Linked DNA regions of Mus musculus: regions 2 and 3 are each linked to region 1. A link is a contact called in public Hi-C data. All regions are on one chromosome and are shown on one strand. The core of a region is the stretch at or near the end of the contact, and the rest is flanking DNA. Distances in the headings are between cores, read along the strand shown.

Region 1 (3,875 bases), core at 726-3,225:
GAAGCCCAAGGACAGGTCTAAACCTCGAGAGCAAGCACTGAGATAGTTTAGTGTAGTCACACATAATCCTGAACTATTAAACTTTTCTAAGCTGCTGTGTCTTGCTCTGCATAAATGGGTGAACAAATGGTTGCAGAGCTGCCTTCCAGGTAGACGTGATTTTTGTTTGTTTGTTTGTTTGTTTGAGATCATATACAGCGCTAGGTCATGTTGAAGAAGCACCATCTCCCCTCTCCTCTAACATCAGATATTGCTACTTTGTGGCCTTGGCCTCGGTGATCCTCCGACCCCACCTACCACTCCCACTGCATCGCTTATTTCAGCAGGAATAGTCTTGGGTTGTAAATCCTAGCAAAGATGTTGTGAGTGTTGGACCTCCGTTTAGGGCATGTATTTTCCTCTTTAATTTTTTTCAGTGTACAGGGGGAAGATTATAGACCTGCACATTAGCCAAGTTTGAGTTTGAGTATATTAGGGCATGGCAGGAGTAACTCTCTCATTATCTGCCAAAATAGAGCGATTACCTTGAGAACTGAGAGTATTACTCAGCACCACATTCCTCCTCCTCCTCCCACCCCCTCCTCCTCCTCTCACTCCCCTCCCCCTCCTCCTCTTCCTCCTTCTCTCTCTCTCTCTCCTTCCTTCCTTCCTTCCTTCCTTCCTTCCTTCCTTCCTTCCTTTCTTCTCCTCCTCCTCCCCCCTCACCCCCCTCCTCTAAATCATCAGGTCTAACTAGAAAAGAAAACGCATTTGAATTTTTTTTTTTTTTGGAACCTTAACTATAGAAATCACTATGGCTTCCAATAAAACTTTTAAACAAATGGAATGAAGCTAAGCCGTCTCATGAATAATAAAATCCAGCCTCCCTGACAGAGTTTGAATACCAGAGAGGGGGTTTTAGGCAATAGCTTTTATAGGCAGACGTCTCCAGGTCTGCAGGCCATTATAACCGGTCATTCTTTACGTGTGTATGCAAGACTTTCAGGATGTGAAGGGAAATTCAAGCCATATCTCGATATTGTATATTTGGAAGCCTTTATGTAAAGGCAGCCAGGGTGCATTTTCAAGTGGAGAGGCCTGTCTCTAGCCCTCAAAAAGGTTAGGAAGGGTTGAAGCCACCCGGAAGCTAGTGCGTAGTGCTATCCTAGCTGCCAGGGCCTTGGGCACTCCTACTCTTCTTTCTTTCTTTCTTTCTTTCTTTCTTTCTTTCTTTCTTTCTTTCTTTCTTTCTTTCTTTCTTTCTTTCTTCTTTTTCATCAGAGCACCAGAGCTCCTTCGCCCACCCCATCTGGCTGCTTCCTTTTTTTCCATCTTCGATTTCTCTCATAAGTGGTCAAAATGGGAAACGGAACTATCTATTTGATGCTTGATGTAGTGCTCAAAAAGGTAATTTTTCCCTTTAATTTTTATTTATTTATTTTTATTAAGGGCTTAAAATATATTCTCCAACAAGGTTCTTCACCGGTTCATGCAGTGACCCCCGAGTCTTCTTGAAAAGCAAACCGCTCCCACCCCGCTTGTCATTTGCTACAGTGCTGAGGCCAGGGGGTCTGCGGCAGGGCGAGCCAGGGCTGGGCATTTGCACGGTGCGCAGCGGCGGGGCTGCCCAGCAGGGGAAGCCCGTCCCGGAGCGCGCGGGGCGCTGGCGGCTGCCGGAGGCGGTGGCTGGGACGCGGCGCGGCTGCCGCAGGGGAGCGGCGGCGGCGGGCGCGAGGGGCGGGGCGCACTCCGCAACTTCGGCCACGGCGGCCGGGCGCTCTCGGCCCCGGCGCGCGTCGCTGCGGGGCTGCGGTGCGGCCAGCCCGGCCGGGCTCGGCTCGCCACCCTGCGCCTCCCCCGTGCCCGTCGGGGACCGCTGGCGCCTCCCGCGGGGAGTCCTCGCCCACGCGTCACCCGCAGCGTCTGGGGGACCCTGGGACGTGCGGGGTCGCGAGGCCGAGCCGGGCGCCCCCCAGTGGCCAGCGCCGGACCCCATGGCTGGGCCGCGCGGAGCCGAGCGGGCAAGGTGAATCCAGCCCTGGGGCCGGCTGCCGGAGCGCTTGGCGGGGGCGCCGGCTCCATGGGCAGCGGCGCTCGGCACGATGATGGACGTTAACAGCAGCGGCCGCCCCGACCTCTACGGCCATCTCCGCTCTCTCATCCTGCCGGAGGTGGGGCGCAGGCTGCAGGACCTGAGCCCCGACGGTGGCGCCCACTCGGTGGTGAGCTCCTGGATGCCGCACCTGCTGAGCGGCTTCCCAGAGGTGACAGCTAGCCCGGCGCCCACCTGGGACGCGCCCCCGGACAATGTCTCCGGCTGCGGGGAGCAGATCAACTATGGCAGAGTCGAGAAAGTTGTGATCGGCTCCATCCTGACGCTCATCACGCTGCTGACGATCGCGGGCAACTGCCTGGTGGTGATCTCGGTGTGCTTTGTCAAGAAGCTCCGCCAGCCCTCCAACTACCTGATTGTGTCCCTGGCGCTGGCTGACCTCTCGGTGGCCGTGGCGGTCATGCCTTTCGTTAGTGTCACGGACCTCATCGGGGGCAAGTGGATCTTCGGCCACTTCTTCTGCAACGTCTTCATCGCCATGGACGTCATGTGCTGCACGGCCTCGATCATGACCCTGTGCGTGATCAGCATCGACAGGTAAGGGACAGGCCGCCCCGTCCCAGGCTCTGCTGGAGATGTGCAGGGCGCTGAGCTCGTGCCAGCCTTTTCTGGGAGGATCGATCCAGCTAGACTTCACGGCGGGAATAAGGGCTGAGCTTAAAAATACAACCCCGCACCCATCACCCCTACACCAACCAAGCAACTTCAAGCACAGGCTAAAGACAAACAAACCTTTAAAAGAAACGTTGAAATGTTTCCGGTTTAGTGTAGTGATGGTTCTAAGACCAGAGTTTTAAAAGTACTAGCAATTCCACCAGGGGGGTCCCTTTGTTTGTTTCTTTTTGGGGGGAAGTGTGTGTGAGAAATTGGTCTGATGCTCCTAGCTTGACAAACCATTGCTGTGATCCATACGGTCATTTCTCTCTTTAAGTCATCAGTCAGAAAGACACGGTGCTTCCCAGATTTTAGGAGCTACTCTGAGGATGAAGAAAGGCCCTTGAATGGTCCTAGTATTGGGCTCTTAAATGCCGCACTCTTATGAAATGCTAATTCTGAATCTTGATCTTGTGGAAGTCTGACTTCAGTGTTTGGCCATGCTGTCGGTCTCCTGAAAGCTTACTGGAGCCTTACTCCTGTCTTAAAAGGTTGGTTCTAGTCTTTCGTCATATCCCCTGGGAATCTAGGGATATAATATCGAGAACTCCCCCAGTGGAGTAATTGAAGCAGAGGTTGACCATCTGTCAGGGATGCTGGGGAAAGAGAAAAAGAAATGCCGCTTTGAGTGTCATCACAGAGTAGGAGAATCCCGGGAGTTTCTTCAGACTCTAAGAATACAGAATTTTGATGGAGCTGGTTTTTGGCCTTAAACACATGCAAATGACAACTTGAAGTATGGTTTCAATACTCCTTGGCTACAGAACAATTCTGTTTCCTTTGGGATTGAAATATTAAGCCTTAATATCCATACTTGGAATTCTGCTGGTGATTTCAACCCAGCACAGGACTATACCCTGTTGTGCTTAATGATAGAGAGAAATAGTGGCTGGTTTTCTTAGTGGACCCGCAGAGCCTTTAAATCTGTAGCTCTTTCAGCATGGGGAGAATAATTGATACCTCTGCATTTACGATGACAGTGCCTAAGAGGATGGATTGGCGTGTAACTGAGATTTCCTCCCACTTTTCCTCCTTGAAAACATTGCAATGTGTGGTTTGTTATGTTAAAAATGATCTTCTAGTTTGCTTTATGACCGAAGTTTATAATTACTAAATAAAGGGTACGGTA
Region 2 (3,875 bases), core at 1,001-3,500, 180 kb after region 1:
AACGCATGAGGCTTTGGGGTATACTTCATAAGCAAGCTGCAACAGTTCCTTAGTAACTCTTTGAGTTGGGAGTTCATGATACTTTGAATGATTGTTTTAGGGGAACTCCAGTATTTCAGACATTTTCTCTTCCTGATGTAGCAGGAAGGTATAGGGTCACCATGGATCACACAATCTATGTAGCTACATGTCAATTTTCCACGCATGGTGAGAACAGTTTCTGAGAACAGTTCTAATTTAACTCTGCCAGTAAATAGCTAGGAACAGGAGCTTCTCTTAACAGAAGTGACTGCTTTTTCTTTGAGAACATAGACATTTTACCAAGCCAAGTTTCTATTAAATGATAAGGTGTACTGATCTTGATTTATGAACATTGCTTTTAGGATTATCATTAGAGACTTATTCACTGTGTGACTTTAGAACTTGTCTCTCTGTGCCTTAGCTTCCTTATGTATAAAATGAAATTAATGGTTACATTGAGTGCAAGAGCCTTTTTATGAGACTTGACTGGATTAATGTATGTACAATGTATAGAATAGCACATGCTCACAGTAAGAAACCTAGAACAATCTTTTAATGGACATTGTAGTATACATTTATGTTTAGTAAATTCTGTATTTAAGCGAGCAAATATATCATTGGTCTGGAATGATTAATAATTAAGAAATATAGAAGCTTTTTTTTTAAAATCAAATTTCCCATAATTCTTTGTGCCCAGTGGAGACACCCAAGCATAATAGTTGTAGATATTGAGAAAGTGAGAAGTCTGGGTAAGGTTGATCTTATGCTTTGAAAATGATTATGTCAAATCTTTCTCTCACACAAGGGTGATTATAATGGAACAATTTGTTTTGTTTGTCAGCATCTATTTTACCCACAAGACTTTAGAGAGGCATCAGAAAAAATCTCCAGGCAGATACATAAGTATAGTTTGAAACTTTAGATGTAGACCCTGAGTCTGGAAAACACTAGCACAGAAAGGATCTATGAAAAGCTTGCCTCTGTTGTGTATGTAACAGCGTTCTCCTATTGTTTCTGGAGAGATATGGAGGGCACACTGTTCTGTCACATCTGTCTTCAAAGGAATGCTTGCTTGACTAAAGCAGTAAAATGGCCAAGGAAACAGCCGAGGCACATCCAGAATAAGCAAATGGTGAGCTATGTTTTGTTTCATGAAAACAGAAGGTAGACTCTACTCCCCCTACCTTAAGAATTTATACAAAAATGATCAAGCATCCTTGCTTTCTCTCTGTCTCAGCAGCTTTAAGGTTTCTGCTTCTATGAAGAACAACATCATATAAAGACAGAAATTCCCGTTTTCCCTCCAGGAAACTGATGGAAAGGAAATGAGACATGGAGTCAGCCGGCTGGCAGCTATCCATGGTTTCAGGGGTCTCTGCTCCCTCGTCCACCTAGTATTCTGATTGTCTATGGTTTAGTTTCTATGCAGCATATATCCCATAAGACTTGATTAGAGGACTCTAGGCCCCTCTTTTTCTCATCAGTCTTCTAAAAACTTCACACTGTTTGTCCCCACAGTCAACTAAGAAATACCAGAAAGCACATTTGTAACTTGTAACTCTAAGAAGGGACCAGAAACATGGAACTGTCACTGCCTAGGGTAGCTTTTTGGCCCATAGTGATGTGATAGAGAAGATGAGGAGACAGCAATGATTTCTGAGTTGAGAAGAGAAGATCAGTTACCTATCAGTAATTAATAAAAACCACAGAGTTATAGTGTAGTTTCTTGCTATCAATGTAGAATTAAACTTGAGAAGATTAAATATAATAGAGGGAAATGAGGACAACCTGCCAATATTAAGGAGTATAATTATATTTATTCACTGTGGAATGCTTGCCACTGAGCCCCGGGGGATAATACATCCATGCATGCTGTCTCAGCTAGACTTCCTCCTGTGAGTCACAGAAACTAGAAGCTTATTATGGTTACTGTTTCTCCTAAGGATAATGCTTTCTACAATTTTAAGAAATAACATGAAGTACAATAGTTAATTTGACAAACCTGATGGTTTTAGAGATTAATCATCTAAGGTTTAAAAAGTCCCCCTTGAAAGGCATAGGAAATGATCACTGCTTTGGTCTACTGCTAAGAATTATTTGTTACCATTTGCATACCTTCTCCACCTGTCCCATCTTTCACTGAGAACATTTTTAAGGGACTTCCCACAGACCAATCTCTGTTTGAGTCAGCTTCTTGAGAAACCTGACCTGCAAAAGGGAATTTCTGTCTCTCTATATTCTTAGGAAACCCAGCCTACAAGAGGACTTGGCAGTGTGAGCAGATGCTGCTTGGACTTTCCCTGTCAGTCAGCAATCCCAAGTCATTTTGCTATTGCTGCTATTGTCATCTGTGTTTTGCAACTGTTGGCTGTACATTACGTTGTAAAGCAAGGAGTTCATTTTGTTGGTGTCTTACAAAATGGGGAAAAGGAAGAACAGATCTCAACAAGAGATTTTGGGGATTCAATAAAGTCTTCGTCATCCTGAAAAACAGAACAAAACAAAACAACAAAAGAAAAACAAAATCAACCAAGCACATCAAACAAATGTTCTCTCTGTCCTTGACATTGCATATTCCAAATGTGGAAGTGATAATGTAGATAATTCATACTCCAAAAAAAGGCTCTTGAGATTTTTAAAAAGATTTATTTATTTTATGTATATGAGTACACCATTGCTCTCTTCAGACACATCAGAAGAGGGCATCAGATCCTATTACAGATGGTTGTGAGCCACCATGTGGTTGCTGGGAATTGAACTCAGGACCTCTGGAGGAGCAGTCAGTGCTCTTAACCACTGAGCCATTGTTGTGAGCCACCATGTGGTTGCTGGGAATTGAACTCAGAACCTCTGGAGGAGCAGTCAGTGCTCTTAACTGCTGAGCCATCTCTCCAGCCCCAGAAAAGACTCTTTGATCAGGAATAAAGCACATTCTTGTTATCTTCTTGATTTCTTCTTTAGGACAAATACTGATGCTCATACCGCTGTGGATTGCTGTTAACATTTTCTTCAAAACCAGCAGTCTCTGCTATCTGAGGCACTTCCATGAGAGTGAAAAAGAAATGTGGGATGTTGAGGACTAGAGAGAAAAAAACCAGATGGGCTTGGGTATGATGATAGCAAGTACATTAGGAAGCAGGCTTGCTTCAGGTAGGGTCATTACCCAGTGCTTACAGGCACTTTCTTGACTTAGCCGGCACAACTGTCTGATAGGTGATATTGGCCATCAAAGCAACATTGACACATTACTTGCAGAGAAACGTTATCTCTCTGCTTCACAGTCACTTTATAAATGCGGTGAGCTCCTTGTGGGGTTATTCCTTCAGTGCCAGGAATCACTATATGGCTAATACACACAAAATAGTTTAAGATATAGCTGACACACATTCATATTCAATTAAAAATGGAATTAAAAACAAATGATCCTGCATTCCTAAAGTTCTAAGTCAGTTCTGTATTTTCTATGTTATTGAATTTGGGTAATAATCAAACCTGACCATTTTTTAATTTTAATTTTTAATGATATTTTTCACTAAACATTTGTAAGAATGTGATTTCAATTTTTTTCTTAGCTTATAATTTTTTGTTTTTATTTCCTTTTTCCTATTTATTTAATTATTTATTTATTCACTTTACATCCCGATCACAGCCCCCCTCCCAGCTCCCCTCTCTCTCATCCCTTCCCTCCACCCCTTCTCTTCATCTCTAAGAAGGCAGAGGTCCCCCCTGGGTACCCTGTCCCCCTGGCACCTCAAGTCACTGCAGGACTAGGCATATCTTTTCCCACTGAGGTCAGAGAAGGCAGCCCAGGGAACAGGATCTACAGGCAGGCAACAGAGTCAGTTGTTAGGAGA
Region 3 (3,875 bases), core at 363-2,862, 130 kb after region 1:
ATGCTTTGATTTTAAACGATAACTGAATTTCTGTCAAGCTGTTTCCCACAACCAGTCATATTCTGTGTGTTCTTTTCCAGCTACTACTGGCAAAACAAACAAAAAAAATATCAGTTATTTGTTAGGGAAAAAAACAAGAAAAATTTCACTTCATTCATTGCTTCTTGAACAGGCTACATTTGGTTTTCAATTCCATAAATGTCTGACCTCATGGGTTGAATTGCAATTGCTTTCACTGTTAAGATGGCAGATGATTGGGACTGTCTGGGGTTCTCCTAGAATGACAATGTACAATGTGGCTAAGGCTGAGCTCACCTCAGAGATATTAAGAAAATAAATTCACTTATGTTAGTTTATATCTGCATGAAACCCAGGTCTCTCAGTGTTCAAGGGTCCTCTTTAACTTTTGACACTGAACCATGCAAAGTAGAGAGTCCTGGGGTATTATTATTCTATCCTCCCCAGGTTTCTTAGGTAGCACAGTAAAATCACTCCTGTTTCTATTCCATCCCAGCTATTGCCACCTCATCCAACTCTGCATGTATCTGTATCCTCTCCCTTTGTAGGTCCTCACTGATGGATGCTAACTGGTTTCCCCGTCTGGGTGCTCCTCTAGTTTTGCTTCGTAACAAGGTTAGATCTGGGCCAAACAACTTCAAACCATGTGCAATGCTGAGCTGACATCACTGAAGTTGTGTTTATGGCACAGTGAATTATAAATAGACAATATTACAGTGGCTCTCTGTTCCCCAGAGTCAAGTGGCCTCTCATTAGTCAGTTTGTTTATAAATACAGAACAGACCCATCAAGGGACATGTGGGGACCTGGGACTGGGCATCTGAGCAGCTGTCATCCTCTGACCTCAGAAGAACTCAGGGAGGGATGTGTTTTAGACACCTGGGAGAGAGTTGTGGAGCTGTCAGGCAGGCTTACACAGGGGAAGGAGGGGTGCTAGTGTTGGGGATTCCTCTTCTTCCTCTGTCTCCTCTGTCGCCAGGTCTGCTCACCAGTCCAACTCATTCTGAAGCCAGAGGGCATGGGGGGAGGGGTGTTGTGGGTCAGCCTCTCAAGGAGAGGTGGGCATGGAATGACAAGTGAAGGCATCTCTCGTGTAGTCACTAAGAAGGAAAAAAAAATGTGCCGATAAATCTGGAGGCAATGTTCTTTTATCATTTAGGATTTTTATTTTAAATGTATTGAAAGAGCATTGTTAAACAGATAAGAATTCAATTATTTTTTTCTTATCAGACAGTACCTTCCTGGATTAAAAATGACCTTACATTTCAGTGCTAAACAATGGTATGATCTTTTATAAAACTGCGGCAGATTCCCCTGAACCCCTGCTAGCAAAAATATGACAGTAATGCAATTTCTGGAACCTTACTCATTCCACATTAAGAGGGGACGCCTGATTTCTTCCCTCCTGGATATCATGGTATTTTGGGTTTGCCTGTAAGCAGAAGAAGGCAGCAGGAGGGTGCTGCACAGCTTCTGAAGACAGATCAGAGGTGAGGATGCAGCTGGCAGCTGGCTTGCTGGAAAGTGTGTCAGAGCCTGGAGCCTCCATGGCAACATTCTCAGGCCCCGTGACCACCAGGCTGGCTGGACTCCCAGAGAGTCACATGGAAAAGCCCTGAGACCGCATGGAAGAGCATACTGTTTTCCAGCCTCTCCTATTTCCTCCAACTTCCTGTTTGTCCGTTGTCAGCCACTGTGGGACAAGGGAATGGGATCTTAAGGGACTTCCTTATTGGAACCTCATCATGACGTCCAGAAACAGGAGAAATGGTCTCTGTCATTTTACACCATGGAGGTTTGAGGTGAGTCATTATACAAAAGTAACCAAAGCTATTTTAAATGCCAGTTAGATTCCACAACTGTCCCCCAAACAACATGACACAGTAAGGACAACCACGAACACATCTGCAAGTGGCCAGTGGCCTCCTGTGCAGCATCCATGGGAGGTACTGCCAATTTTAAGATCTGCCCTAATGAAAGATATGAAGGGAAACACACTGTAGCCCTTAGGATTGATGGGATGTGGCAGCACGTGCGCAGTGGGAGAAACAAAGACGGTGAGCGAGTTTGAGAGCTCGCTGCTGAGACTTTTTGTTTTGAAAAACCTTAGGAGTTTGTAGTTAAAATGACAGGAGTTTCGAAATACCAACAACAACACAAAAACAAAGCAAAACTGAATGACATAACTAAAAGGACAGTAAAATCACTGAAATTCACCAGCAAGAAATAAACACGTAGATTTTTTAGTGCATATGGATGCACAACAAATATAGCACACATCACAATTCAGCTGGGAGTATCCTACACTGGATTAGTGTTTATACAGCTATATAGATATTCTAAATATGATATGTGTCACACCATGTCACATTATTTATCTAACTAATCATTTAGTGATGGACATTTTATTTTCTCTTTACAATTTTATGTACAAAGCAGTGGGTTATGTTTGCACATATTTCTTCTCCAATGTGTGTGTGTGTGTGTAGAATTTCTATGTATATGAGATTGTTGGATTGAATGAGGTTTATTTATAACTGATTCTAAAAATTCTCATTTATGATTGTGACATGGATTGACAAAGCCATCTCCCTGAAAAGCCTGTCTTCTCTTATCCTCTTCAGCAGCTCTTGGCAAGGACAATTCTTCCCTCTTTGGCCATGTTCGGGTCTGGCCATTTATGTGGTGAGTTTTGTGGTTTTAAATGATTTCTTTTCATTGTGTTTGCGTCTCAGCAAGGGATGAAACTGAACCTCTTTGTACTTTTGTCAATTTGAACTTCTGTGAATTGACTCTTGATTGTCTTTTGGCCATCATTCTTTTCGTAAGTAGTTTGTGGGAATGCTTTGTGTAATAGCAGTAATTCTTTATGCATTGTTTGTCTTGCTATTTTTTTCCTGTCCTTCAAACATTATCATTGTGGCATTTTGATTTTGTTGCCCAGAAATTCTATGTGAATTGATTTCACTCTATAGCTTCTGGCTTCAGTGACAAAATTCTTGTTACAATTTGTTAGGTTAAAAGCATTCACCTATATTCATGTTTTTGCATTTATTATGAATTTTATTATACTTATAATTTATGAAATTTAACTTCTGTAATAAGGCCAGTTGTCCAATATCATTTGATGATTAATCACTCTCCAGTTACTGGAAATGATACATTTATCATGTACTAAGTTCTCTTTATATTTTCATTTGTGCTTAGATTCTTTGAAATTGTTCTCTTTTTTCCCTCCATGCTAACACAGTTCATGCTAGTGTTTCTGTCACTGTGAAACACTGGGAGTTACTCTCTAAAGGTGAAAGTTCACGATCCTCTTCCTGCTCTTTGAATGGCTTCCATTATGTTCTTTATGGATAAATGTTAAAATAATTGTTACAATCTGAAAAGGAGGAGATGGCATAGCTGGTAAAAGATCTTCCCGTGGAAGCAGGAGTGCCTGTATTTGGATCTCCAGAACTCAAGTAAAAAGTCAAGAGCAGTCTCACTGGTGTCCGTAATGTCTGTGCTGGAGTGGCTGAGGCAGGAACACTGCTGCGACTCCTGACAGCCTAGCCCTGGGGCTGGGAGAGACACTGCCTCATAGGAGCAGGACATAGGGTGTTCTCTTTTGTGCAAGTGCATCCATGTACACATGTATGCATATAACATACACATCAGACATGTACACACACACACACACACAATTCATGTAAATTAAAAATATTAAAATAATCCCATGGTGATTTTATTTGGGATTTATTGTCTATGTTCCAGAGAGCTGACTCCTTTACGGTACCACATCTTGCTGACCAGAATCAAGCACCATCATTTCATTTAGTCAATTAAGTTTCATTTCTCTGTATGCTTTGTAC

Evidence for each region. Hi-C and Micro-C count contacts between places; a contact is called where the count stands out from the background.
Region 2: a contact with region 1 is called in a Hi-C map of the C2C12 cell line, with 2.0 times the contacts expected there. The contact joins the enhancer-like site here to the promoter of Htr7 in region 1. A contact is called at or near these places in 4 of 39 promoter capture datasets (the HPC-7 cell line, embryonic stem cells, stem cell-derived epiblast-like cells and 1 more), 3 of 484 Hi-C or Micro-C datasets (the C2C12 cell line, cerebral cortex and embryonic stem cells) and 1 of 9 other capture datasets (pancreatic islet).
Region 3: a Hi-C map of cortical neurons shows a contact between it and region 1, with 4 times the contacts expected there. The contact joins the promoter of A830019P07Rik here to the promoter of Htr7 in region 1. A contact is called at or near these places in 1 of 15 datasets of contacts at CTCF or cohesin (the NIH/3T3 cell line) and 1 of 484 Hi-C or Micro-C datasets (cortical neurons).

Annotation. Positions count from the first base shown.
Region 1 is chr19:36,055,460-36,059,334 of GRCm38.p6, reverse strand. Htr7 (5-hydroxytryptamine (serotonin) receptor 7) reads left to right here and starts at 1,975. Exons shown (of 3, transcript NM_008315.3): 1 at 1,975-2,629. The coding sequence starts at 2,082.
Region 2 is chr19:35,874,011-35,877,885 of GRCm38.p6, reverse strand. The region is part of intron 2 of A830019P07Rik (RIKEN cDNA A830019P07 gene); the gene reads left to right. Among named protein-coding and RNA genes, the nearest start is that of A830019P07Rik, 49 kb to the left of the region's middle. Within about 2 kb of position 2,250, at least 10 of the 459 cell types and tissues checked have an H3K27ac peak or open chromatin away from gene starts, as enhancers often do. A contact at or near this core is called in the C2C12 cell line, where this site is marked.
Region 3 is chr19:35,922,315-35,926,189 of GRCm38.p6, reverse strand. It overlaps A830019P07Rik (RIKEN cDNA A830019P07 gene), which reads left to right and starts at 1,612. Exons shown (of 5, transcript NR_152130.1): 1 at 1,612-1,820; 2 at 2,643-2,703.